Regions from separate parts of the Mus musculus genome. Here region 1 is linked to region 2. The links are chromatin contacts, called in public promoter capture Hi-C maps. All regions are on one chromosome and are shown on one strand. Each heading gives the region's core, a stretch centred on a gene start, on an enhancer-like site or on the middle of the called end of the contact. The rest is flanking DNA. Distances are from core to core; before and after follow the strand shown. Region 1 overlaps 1700112D23Rik (RIKEN cDNA 1700112D23 gene). Region 2 overlaps Tnik (TRAF2 and NCK interacting kinase).

Region 1 (6,282 bases), core at 3,495-5,994, 70 kb after region 2:
GTTCCCAGCACCCACATGGCAGCCTCAACTGACTGCAGGAAACTCATACCCACGTACACACACATAGCATACACATCATACACATACACACACACACACACACACACACACACACACACACAAATAAAATAAGCCTATAAAAATTGTTTAGGAAAATATTTTCCTAAGTAGACCAATAGGAATAAAATAAGCAATGTTATTTAATTCCGCAAGCCATTTATAAGTTATAGCCTGTGATGACTATTCCTGGTTGTCAGCTTGACTACATCTTGAATTAACTAAGCCCCCCCCCCCCAAAATGGGGCACACATATGAGATATTTTTGCTTAATTTGAAGTGGTAAGATCTAGTTCTAATCTTGACTCTCAAGATAGGAAGACCCAGCTCTAATCTGGGCCACGCCTTCTTCTGGAATCTTCTGTAAGACATGAAAGAAGAAAGTTGTTGCTCTTTGTTTGCTTTTACCTCACTAGCAAGTCCAGTCCTTCATTGGCATCAGAGCCTACTTCTTCAAGATTCCAACACATATTGAAGACCAGCTGAAACATACAGCTAATGGCCTGAACAAGTACTAGAATCTTGGACTGGAATATATATATATATGAATGAAGATGGAGATGGAGACAGAGGGGGAAGAGGGAGGGGGAGGAGGGAGAGAGAGAGAGAGAGAGAGAGAGAGAGAGAGAGAGAGATTCATTCTGTAAGTTCTGTTACTCTGGAAAACCCTGACATATAGCCCAAACATTTCCAGGGCCGGTGAGATATCTTCAGGTGTAATACACTTGACACCAAGCCTGATGACCTGAGTTCCATCCCTAGGCCCACATAGTGGAAGGAGAGAGCTGACTCCCATAAGTTGTTCATAGACCTCCATATGTGTACACACACACACACACACACACACACACACACACACAGACAGACAGACAGACAGAGGGAGACAGAGAGACAGAGAGATGAAAATTTTAAAATCAGTTCAACAATCTTGGCTTTTAATTTTATGAAGTAAAAAAGTAAAGAACTTGTGTGGTGTGGACTGTTCTCCATTTGAACATGTTCTCCCAGTTTTCTTCATTATGTATCCTGCTTCTAATAATAGAAAAGAAATGAGAGACAGATTACCTTCTCCTAGAGGTGCATGCTGGGATAAGAAATGCATCTGCAAGCTGAAGACCAATGCAAGGTCTTATTATGATGAAAGAGAATATGGATTAGTCAGGATCCTGCAGAGGAACAGAACCAATGGGGGTGTGTGGTCCCTGTGCTACAAAGAAAGCTTGAAAGGCTCATTCTCATCTCAGCAAAGGAAGCAGCAACAGCAACAGAGCAAGTTAACTTGGAGGCAAGAGGGAAGACCAAGCAAGCAACGGGTGAGGAGGCCGATTTCTTTCTGCCATTTTTGTCTGAACTGCTACTAGAAGATGCTTCTACCAGAGGGCAGATCTCCCCACATCAATCAAGATGACCAGGGAACTTTTTCAGATGAGTATCTATGAAGGCCACTGAAATCTGTGACAAGCTGGCATTAAAAACCAACCCTAATCATATGTGAATGTTTCTAGGCTGAGAGAAAAGAGGAATAGAGAAAGAACTTCAGGGTGAATTAGAGGAAGGCAAATAACAGAGCATGAGAAAGTTTGATAGCAACAGCTAAGTATATGGCACATACCTGAGACCCCAGTACTCAAGATGCTAAGGAAACGGGATTGCTGGTTCAAGTCCAGAGTGGACTACAAAACAAGACTCATCTAAAACAACAACAGCAGTGGGCAAAGCTTGCTATTAGGAAGAAAGAGGAAATAAGAGATGGATTAAAATCTGTAGACATTTGTGAGACAATGTAGAAAAGTTACGGTTATTCATGTTGTATAGACAGCCTTCAGCAGACAAAGAGTAAGACGGGCCTGTGCTCTGAACAGGATTCCTAGAGGTAAGTAACTCCTGGATTAAGCACTGAAGCCAGCAGCATTGCTGGGCTGTGCCCTCACCACAGGGCCAGCAGCATTGCTGGGCTGTGCCCTCACCACAGGGCCAGCAGCATTGCAGGGCTGCATGCACCCTCATCACAGAGTTCTCAGCTGAGTCATTCTGGGCAAGTCACACAGTTTCAAGTTTCAGTCACTCACTCCTGTGTGAAATGAAAATAAAGACAGCATTAATCTTGCTTAGGCCCAAATAGTCACCCTCAAAGAATGCATTAGCTCAAGTGTGACTGTGTGATGTGCAAGTTATTTCGTCCCTAAATGGAGTATCAGCCAGCCTGTCCTGCTGTGACAAAACACCTAGACCAGTATTGAACTGTTTCTCACAGTTGGGCAGGCAGGAGAACTGTGTGTGCACATGGGGGGAGGAAGAGACTTCTAGCATGTGTGCTTTCTAACAAGTACACTGCCCCTCTTGATTAGGGTCCCCCACATATGAACTCATTGCACCCTTATTGTCTACTGTGCCAAAGCAGCTAACTGAATTTGGAGTGTTGAGTGTGAACTGGCAAGAGAGGTGAGTGGTCAGGTCATAGCAAATGGTACAGAACTTCATCTATAGACTATGAAGAAAATTGGCTTATTTGAGTATTGGGTCAATAGAATCTTATTTGTGCATAAAAAATATATAATCTGTAGGAGAATAGATAAGTACAACAAGGTAATCAGGGCTCAGAGAGATAGAGACCCTCTCTTCTCTTTCCTCTGTAGATCACAGCTTTAGCCATTTACTAGGTGTGTCTAGGTGGGGGCACTGAGGGGAAAGGCCAGGAAACTGGAAAGGAGCCTGTGAGATGGGAGAGGAGATCCTAAGGGAACAGCACCAGGAGGAAGGTGACTACATGGCATATAAACTCTAAAGGGGGTGCTGGAGGGAGTGGGGGAGCAGGGAACGGGAGTAGCAAGCTAAGGGGGTTCCGGAGGCAGCGGGGAAGGCTGGTAGAGGGGCATGAGGAATGGGAATAGCAAGCTTAGAGAAGGAAGGATATATGGAATGTCCCTAAGAAGACCTGTAAAACTTTGTATGCTAAGCTTTTAAACATTATTTATTTTATATGTATACACTTTTCCCTGCATGTATGTATGTGTACATGTGCACGTGTGATGCACGCAGAGGTCTGAAGAAGTCATTGGATCCCCTGGAACCAAAGTTATAGTTATGAGCCACCATGTGCATGCTGGGAACAAAACTCAGCAAGAGCAGCAAGTGGTCTTCAACACTGAGCCCCAGTAAATTTATTTTTAAAAAGAAAATATTACAAATGTCCAACAAATACATATGTAAAAAAATGTTTAACCAAAACTGCAGTGAGATTCCATCTTCCCCAAGTCAGAAACAACCACCCATGTAAGGATGCAGAGAGAAGACTATCTTACACACTCCTTCTGAGCCAGTGCACTAATGCAAGCACTGTGACTGCCAATATCTGCCAAAAAATATGAGGTAAGACTACTGTATGATCCAGATATCCCACTCCTGGGTATACACAAGATGCGATCTAAAGCAGGATATCACATAGATATACAAAGATATCCATGTTTATGCAGGAGTATTCATAACGGCCAAGACAAGGAAATACCTAGATGTCCATCAAAAACAAATGGATGAACCAATGTGACATGCCAAACACATGCATGGGAGCATTGTTTCCACCATAAGAGAGAATGAACATGTGTCATGTGCTGGAAAGTAAATGAAATGGGGAAAGTCATCTTATTAAGTGGAATAAAGATGGCAAATGTGACAAATGTTGGTATGCAGAACACACACATTATTCAGTCTCTCTATCTTACATGTACGTTATTCTTCATCTCTGAATATATTTTACACACATCCATCATTTTTAAAAAATGGAAAAGAGATACCCCTGCAAGAGAATGTTAGCTTCTCCTCACAACCTCTGCGCTAGTACTGAAGCACTCTCCCAAGATCAACCAAGGAGGCTTGAATGAGCTTTGCCACCATTTCAACACCTACCAAGGTAGAGTCAATAATAATTAATTAATTAGAAAATAAAACATCAGAAATACATGAATTGCAACTATATATTGTAAGATTCTGGGTAACTGAGAGTTGAAGATGGAGCCCCCAGTACCACCCCTTCACACCCAACTTCAGCAAAATGCAGCAATGTGCCAGTCCCTCTGATCTCAGGATACTGTGCAACCCTGGGAGAGCAGTGGAAGTGGCTGCATCTGGAGCTGGGTTTGTCCAGATGTGTCCATAGCTGACTGTCACCCAGCAATCAACGCAGTCAGCACTGACTATACTGAGAACATCTGACCAGTCCAGTTCAAACTTGTTCCCAAGTGACACCAGTGATTATTTTTATCTCATGATGTTATAGTTTAACTAACTCACTAATGATTAAGACTGTTTTGAAGACTGAGCAAGGCCCACTAGCTAAATGGCGATTGCACTTTAGTTAACATGCAAAGGGTGTGTGCTCCCTGCTGTTAGCTAATAACACATTCTAATTAATAGCACTTGGAGAAACTGTCCTGTCAGCAGGGGCCCAGAGGTTGTTTTCCTAATACATTAAGACAAGCCCCATCAGCTCTCCTCTGTTTTGTCAAATAAGTAACTGGAGCTACCTACCACTATTCTGATTCTTTACTTCTAAAAGTAATTTAGTTCCTAATTCGAAACACTCAAACGCTTTTGTTCATGGGCGCTTTCTTGAACTGGCATGTGGGTGGGGTGCTGCCAAAAGCACACAGCCCCAACCTTATTTACTCACCGCCAGCTCTGCCGGTGTCATCATGAGGGCTCCAGCAAGCAGTTCCAAGGCAATGGTTCCTTTTCTCCTCCTCATTTATTCATGTGACATACGTACTGCATATCACATATTATGTGTACTCTGACATATGATATATAAACTTTTCTGTACTGTCTCAGTCTTAGTCTTAATTGGAAAGGAGCTGATTTCACACACAAGGAGACCCACCTAAGCAATCAACTACAGCATCACCTAACACCACTTTGCTGGCCTATGAAACTGGTGGGGAGGCTTTATGAGAAGAGCCTCTGGGTGAGGTGGCGGCAGTCCCTGCCTGTGACCGTGACCAGCCTATTCTCTTGTGTGATTGACATGGAAGTCAGTGCTCACCCTCAGCAGTGCCACCCCTCCCCCAGCCCCACCTTGCTACATCTCATGTTTCAGGAGGAAAAGGCACAGTGACATAAGGAGGCACCTGCCCTCGCTCACAGCTTCTTGAAGATATCTAAATGGTGCAAATGAGGAATGATGGAGGTGGGAAGGGAAAATGGGTTGCATATAATATGAAATAAGAACAGTTCTCCCACCTTTCTGCAATTACATAAAATGTCCATTCTAATTGTGTTACAATTAGATGCAAGTACTTCTACTAACTCTGGCCCTGGTACTCAGTACCATGGGCTGAGAGTTCTACGACTGCCAGCCGGGAAAAATGTCGCTCAGATCTCCTGCATCCTTACTGATTGCTTTGAAAGGACTGAGATTTTCCTGTGGATTACTGATGGAAATGTTGGAGTCTCCAGCTATGAAAACGGGCTTGCCGTATGAAGCAGTCTGCGCCACTGTCACAGTCTTTCCCACATTGTCACCATTCTGGACTCTGCGAGTATTCCAAAATTCATTTTTATTTTTTGTGAGGGGGCACACAGGCCTTCAGCAGAGGTCAGGTTCCCTGGTGCTGAGGTGCTGGGCTACAGGCAGTTGTGAGCAGCCTCATGTGCTCATCTCTGGTCCTTTGGAAAAGCAGCAGTTGCTCTTTACCACTGACCTCTCTCCAGCTCCCACTACTGCCATTTCAACATGAGGGCTCCAAGTGACTGGGATGTAAGCAAACTGTACACACTTTCTCAGCTGGTACACAGCCAAGCAGAATTGGGATAGAAGTCCTTTGACTCTCAGGTCCCTTCCTCCTTCTCCTGTAATATGCTGCAACTGCTCTTATGAATTTTAAGGGCAAATAAGAATTCCTTACTTTATTCATTCTTTATTAGGCAGCATGAGGCAACTTACAGAGGTTTTCAGATATCATCTCTCCCTCATTTCCCACATTCAGATTCACTCAGAACCGTACTCCCCCTCAAGAAACAGTGTTAATGACACTCAGTGCATATGTTTGCAGTTGTAGCTTTCAGTAGGTCAGAAGTAGGTTCTAAAAAAAAAAAGAAAGAAAGAAAAATAGCCCTTAGTGTGGTCCTGAAGAGAAGGCTCTGTAGTTATGTGTACTAGCTGCTCTTCCAGAAGACCAAGGTTTGAGTCCCAGCTCATCAACCATATGTAACTGCAGTTCTAGGCGATCTGAT
Region 2 (6,221 bases), core at 2,003-4,502:
TGCTATGATCATTTAATTGGCTCAAGGCCTAACATATTCAACTTCTTATTAACAATATGATACTCAATTTGCTATACTGACACATTGCATGAAACATTACCTTTGAAAGAAATGCCAGGTGGATCTACATATGTCAACTAGTAAGCTATGTTTCATGAATATAATCCCAAGGTTAACAAACTCAGGATATTCTGAAGCCACTCCATGACTGATTGGCATTTTGAGACATTAAAGAAGCCCAGTCCTTAAGCATGCTGTTTGGATGCATTTACACACATCCGGTTGTCATCCACACTGCATTTGATAGCTTTTTACTTGCATGTCTACATCATAGCGGAGATGCTGGGTGACCACTGATTGTCTTTAAACCCCTAAGGCCCTATGTGGCAATCACATATTAGAATAATGTGACAGTTTCAACCAGGAGGAGAAGTAGTACCTCCCTTTTCATAGAACCAGTCAATCTGCTATGTTAGCAGTGTGACCAGTAGTAAGGTCTATTACTTTTCTCTAATGGAATCATTCTGGTATTGGAGCTCCCAGGTGAATTTTCTGAGTGATGTATGAATGGCCTCCTTGTAGACCATATATGGAAGCAGTCTTTCTAGTGGGAAGCTAGGAATTCCAATCTTAGAAACATGTGCTCAGAGCCTGCTTCTATCACCAATCCTCAAGTTATATAACCCTGAGATGTAGTTCCCTCATCTGCAACCAAGCTTTCTATAAAGAACTTCTCTAAGGCCTAGAAATGATGTATGCACATTGTCCAAAGATTGGTGCTCTAGGTTCTCCATGCACCCAATGTCACTGTCCTTAAGAACCATCGGATTCGTGATAAAGTAACTGTGTTTGTGTTTACCTGGTGCCTTTGACAAGAGCAGAGATTAAATTAAAGTAGATTTCATTCTCTACAGTGAAAGTAACACAAAATTTCATTTGTAATTTTTAAAGATAAAAGTCAAGAGGTTGTCTTAGTGTCTTGTTTTGTTTTGTGTGATTTTTTTTCTGAGACAGGAATTCTCTGTATAATAGAACCCTGGCTGTCTTAGACTCCATTTGTAGATCAGGCTGGCCTCCAACTCACAGAGATCTGCCTGCCTCTGCCTCTGCCTCCTTGAGTGTTGGGGTCAAAGGCATGTACTACCATGACAAGCTGGTTGTCTTGTTTTAAAGCAGAGTAATCCCTGGCCTCTCTTTGTCTTCTAGATTCAGGGCAATATCACTCCTCATGCTATCGTCATCTTGCCTAAAACAGATGGAATGGAGATGCTTGTCTGCTATGAGGATGAAGGGGTGTACGTGAACACCTACGGCCGGATCACTAAGGATGTGGTGCTCCAATGGGGAGAAATGCCCACATCTGTGGGTAGGTTAACCATTCCTTATCTCCTTCAGCAGTTACACGCCCCAAATGAAACGAAGGGCAAGAAATGGGAAACAACCATTTGAGTTCACCAAAAAAAAAAAAAAAAGTCTGTGACTGACACTTGTAAGACTCTCTTTGTCTGTTTAATCTCAAGTCCTTTGTCCTTTTTGTGGTTAAGATGTAAACAAATGCTGTGAGTTGTTGCCCATCTAATGTTTTTAATGCAGTTTTGGAAATTCCTTTTGACAGCCTACATTCATTCCAATCAGATAATGGGCTGGGGCGAGAAAGCTATTGAGATCCGGTCAGTGGAAACAGGACATTTGGATGGAGTGTTTATGCATAAACGAGCTCAAAGGTTAAAGTTTCTATGTGAAAGAAATGATAAGGTAAATCCGTTTCAACTTTGCTTTAGTGTTTGCATTTTAAGAGACCACCAGGTACCTGTGAAACCTTCATTTTCCTTTATACTGACTCAAGTCACATCTGTGTTCAATGATCAATGACAATGAAGTGGCATTACTTGGTTTGATTCATGTGAACATTCAGAATCTATGACTCATGCATCCAAACCAGCATAAAACATCTCTTACTTTCTTGTAAACTCTTGGTGACTTTTGTGGCCTGAGGGCCTTCCAGTGACTTGACAACCATTGTAGACTCTCCTATGCACTTAGAGCAGCTAGCCCATCATTGGTCACCTCATAGTGGGTTAGCCTTATGCCTTCACTTTTAGGCCTTTCACAGAGACAGTGTTGGGACCTAGCTTTCATATTATATTCACCTTTAAGTGTAGAAAATATGACATGTAGAAATATGAGCTTCTAAACAATGTCACTCATTCCTAAGAAACATAGTCACAAACTCTACTCCTGCCATGTCCTGTCTCATTTCAGCCATGTGTCTCCTGACATGTCACAAGGGTTGGGGGGGGGGGCTACATTCCAACGGAAGTGACCATGTCTGTCCAGCATGATCTCTCGCCTCAAAGGAGTATACTTAAGTGGTCATGCTCTGCCTTGCCCTCCCTGGAGAGTAATCCGGAGTCTTTAATAGCTAATCTACATTTGTGAGCCCACCCTTTGAGACTATGTTCACCCGACCAACCATGTCCACATAGAGAATAACGTGATGGGTTGAACTGTTTACATTTCTATATTCACCCCAGTTCCCCAGAGGCCAGACTGCTCTTTATCCCACCCTGGTAATATGGATCTGGATTCTTTGACCCTGGCTAACTATTTCTGACCTGGTATGGTCTAGTGGGCAGTAGCTCTGGAAGACGAGGATAGTTACCAGGGGTCTTATCAGAGTATGCCAGAAACCAGTCTTAACAATTGAGACTCCAACACTTCTGCAGTCCCTAGATCCTAAGAAATGAGATGTTCTGTGTGTTGACCACTATACTGTAGTTCTCAGTGACCCACCCCAGCAGGCCTGGTCCAACCCATCCTCTCGGGCTAGTGCCTCTAGTTTACTCCCTGAGCTCACAACTAGCAACCTTTTCAGCAGATCTCCACTCTTCTCCCTGTTTCTATTCCCTGACCCCTGAGTAGCTGTAGTTTCCCCTGTAGCTTTAGCTAAATATCAAGCAACTCCACAAGCTTCTTAAGAAGCCATGGACACCAAGTAGCACAAACTTTCACTAGTGACACACTCATTCCTCAGACCACAGACACTGGCTTACTGAAGGGCTATTGCACAGCCCCATATAGTATTTTCCTGGGGCAGTGGTTCACTGACAATCAGCTCAAGCAAGCAGTCATCTAAATTCTGCTCACTTCGCCCAGGCCTTTGATAAAATGATTGAACTGGCTCAGACCTAATGGACTGTGCTTCTGCTTATTAATACCATTATCTCCCTTGGCCTGGGATCTGCTAGCATCAGCAGAGAGCCTAAGTGTTAACCCAAAGAACACTGTAAACACTGGCCATTGACACTGAGCCGATGCACAGTGAGGATAGGACATGTGAGAGAAAATGGCTGGCAGTTGAAGAAAAAGAAGGGGGAAAACAGAAACCCATGAAGTTGAACTAACTTGTTTTTAATTTCAAACAGGTATTTTTTGCATCCGTGCGATCTGGAGGAAGTAGCCAAGTGTTTTTCATGACCCTCAACAGAAATTCCATGATGAACTGGTAACAGAAGAGCACTTGGCACTTATCTTCATGGCGTTATTTCTAATGTAAAAGAACATAACTCATGTGGACGTATGCCAGTCTAGAGGCAGAATCAGAAGGCCTGGTTGAACATACTGCTCTCTCCGTTTCCTCTCCCTCCATCTCTCCCAATATAGTCCTTTTTGGTGTTGCAGCCTGGTTGAGAAGGAGAGAAAGAGGTGGCGGGAATGGCTGGGCAAGCGATTCCGAGGATGCTGCATTGTCTGTGGACAGAGATGGACCTTGTGCCCTTCGGAGTTAGGGATAGAGACAAATATTGTGTGCTCTTATGATTAAGCTGTGTTCATGCTGGCTTTTCAGTTCTTTTTGGTTTGGAACTTTTTAACTTTTTCCCCCCTTTACCACCTTACTTTGTAAGAATGGGGGGAAATGCATACTGGGAACATAGTCTTTTTAAAATTCTGTCTGCCTGCTAGCTTTAAGTATATGGTATGTTGTAAAAGTTCCAACTCCCAGTAGTGAGAAACATCGCAATAAATGGACCCTATCTCCCTGCACTGAAGGCCATAACCACATAGTGGGGTAATTTAAGAATTTTCTTGCCTTCACTAACCCAAGAGGCTATTTTTGTTTTGTCTTGTTTTGTTTTATTTTATCTTTTTTTTTTAATTGCTACTGGCTAATGAATTTTTGAAAGAGAAGCAAAATAGCTGGTTTTCTCCTCTCTGGGGAAATAGATTTTAAATGGCTAAACTATTAGCCTTAACCTAATAAAATCAACTACCACTCTTGTGAGTCTGTCAGGCCATATTTTGATATGGCCCTTTCTGGAATGGAGGGTGTTGAATGGGACAGCGATGCCATTGAGTTGAGTGGGCTTGTGACTGGGGAGGGACTCTGGGATGTGACTGTCCCTCAATTATTATGCAACAGATCAGGGCAAAAGATGGGATGACAGGTGGGTCACCCAGAAGGAGCTTCTGAGAAATGAGCTAATATGTCTATGTAAATACACACATGTTCTTTCTTCAAGGCACAAAGCCTCCTTGATAAGAGGTCCCTTCAGTTGGGCTTTGTTAGGACTGTGACTGGTTGAGATCTTTCCCAGAGCTGGGGGTACATAACAGCCATGCTCTGGAAACCCTCCCAAGGGTGCCACTTTCTCAACAGAAAAACTGTGATGGAGAAGAATTACTAATAAATGTTCCTGAGCTGCCTGTGTTCTTACTGGGTCGAGGGACTAACTAGACTTGCAAGGCTGCCGCACACAGCAGGCACCAAAAGCTCAGATTTTAGGGAACCTAAAGGCAAGGCTTTGACAAAATTCTAAGACTCTAATCATGTTATGTTCCTCCAAACTTTCCAACATACTGTTAACAACATCTGTGCAGAGATGTGTATGTATTTAGTTCAGGTTGACTTGTGTCCTTATAGAAACCCTTACTCGAATGATTTGAACCTTTATGTGACTGACTGGGATTTTCCTCAAAGCTATAAGCATGGCCGCCTACGGTATCCAGGTGTTGCGAAATGGTATCTGTGCTGTGCTTCCTGTTTTAACCTACCTCGTTTTGTTTGTTTTTGTTTCTCTGTTCATCACAGCAGTGTTATCTCCAGGAGACATATAGAGAGCTCACCTGGCAATCTCAGCTGTATTGAATATTTTCAAAACAGTAGTTGACCAAATTGTTCTTTAGAAATTGGAGGGGGAAAAAAAATCTCCAATGACAAAAACCTAATGCAGGTTGTTTTTAAAGAATACAATTACTGTAAATGGATCAAAAAAGAAAGACAAAAACTGGGATTCTCCTGATTTTGCCTAAAGAAATGAGCAGCTGATGTACTATTAATGAGAACGAAACTTATATTAGGAAAACGGCACCTTTTTAATCTGGTAGTTGGCCAAAGGGGATGAGAAAGGGGACTATTCTGAGTTCTGGACTAGGGGAAAATCTGTAATCTCCACAGGTGATTATTGTTTGCAGTTATCTGAAGCAGGTAACACACAGAAATATAGTCAGGGTGGTCTTCAAGTGATCACCAGGATGCGCCCGTCATGGTCCCTCTAGCTCTCAAAGGCAATGAAATCCTTCCGTTCTCATTTTTACTGCTGGGGTTATGCTGCCAAACAACATTGTCCTCATGAATTCCATGGGACAAATTCAGCAATAGATCTGGGTTGAATTTAGCAACTACCATAATTGGATGCTGATATGGACAAAAATAATGTAGATTTGGGTCTTGTCTCCAAATGCGATTGCCACCAGCTCTTTATATTGCTGCTGTGATGTTTTGAACCTGAGGCTTCCTTAAATTATGTTGCAAACTGATCTTTGTTTTAATGTTTTGTTTCGTTTCATTATTTCTAAGCGATACATCTGAAACACACAGCTTTAAATGATTTTTTATTGTGGGACTTTGGGTACAGTTAAGAAATAAAAGGGAATCATTGTGTTTAAACATAAGGTAGTTTGTGAATGTATTTTTTAAAATCTAGATTAATTGGAACAAGAAAATCATAAGAAAACATATTAATGCCGTCTTGTTTACAGTATGTACAGTGACATAACATTACATGAGCTTTTTCTGGTGCCAACAAAATAAAACACAGACGTTAAACATTGAGCCATGCCTTTTATATTTTTTTGTACAAATATTTTGCACTGAGCATACAGCAAACCAAATTGAAAAGGGCCCCAGTAATCTCTGCTCCTTAAAATACATTTATAGAATT

The links. Capture Hi-C pulls out chosen DNA fragments and counts their contacts.
Region 1: a promoter capture Hi-C map of pancreatic islet shows a contact between it and region 2, with 4 times the contacts expected there. The contact joins two enhancer-like sites. A contact is called at or near these places in 10 of 39 promoter capture datasets (3T3-L1-derived adipocytes, the HPC-7 cell line, cranial neural crest and 4 more), 2 of 15 datasets of contacts at CTCF or cohesin (the NIH/3T3 cell line and liver), 28 of 484 Hi-C or Micro-C datasets (the AML12 cell line, the Patski cell line, cardiomyocytes and 12 more), 4 of 115 datasets of contacts at active chromatin or transcription factors (astrocytes, extraembryonic endoderm stem cells and hepatocytes) and 2 of 9 other capture datasets (embryonic tail and pancreatic islet).

What each region holds. Positions count from the first base shown.
Region 1 is chr3:28,732,832-28,739,113 of GRCm38.p6, forward strand. All of the region lies in intron 2 of 1700112D23Rik (RIKEN cDNA 1700112D23 gene), which reads right to left. Among named protein-coding and RNA genes, the nearest start is that of Slc2a2, 38 kb to the left of the region's middle. Within about 2 kb of position 4,745, at least 14 of the 459 cell types and tissues checked have an H3K27ac peak or open chromatin away from gene starts, as enhancers often do. A contact at or near this core is called in pancreatic islet, where this site is marked.
Region 2 is chr3:28,664,474-28,670,694 of GRCm38.p6, forward strand. Tnik (TRAF2 and NCK interacting kinase) reads left to right here. Exons shown (of 33, transcript NM_026910.1): 31 at 1,207-1,366; 32 at 1,616-1,755; 33 at 3,426-6,112. The coding sequence ends at 3,509. Among named protein-coding and RNA genes, the nearest start is that of Gm52603, 20 kb to the right of the region's middle. Within about 2 kb of position 3,253, at least 6 of the 459 cell types and tissues checked have an H3K27ac peak or open chromatin away from gene starts, as enhancers often do. A contact at or near this core is called in pancreatic islet, where this site is marked.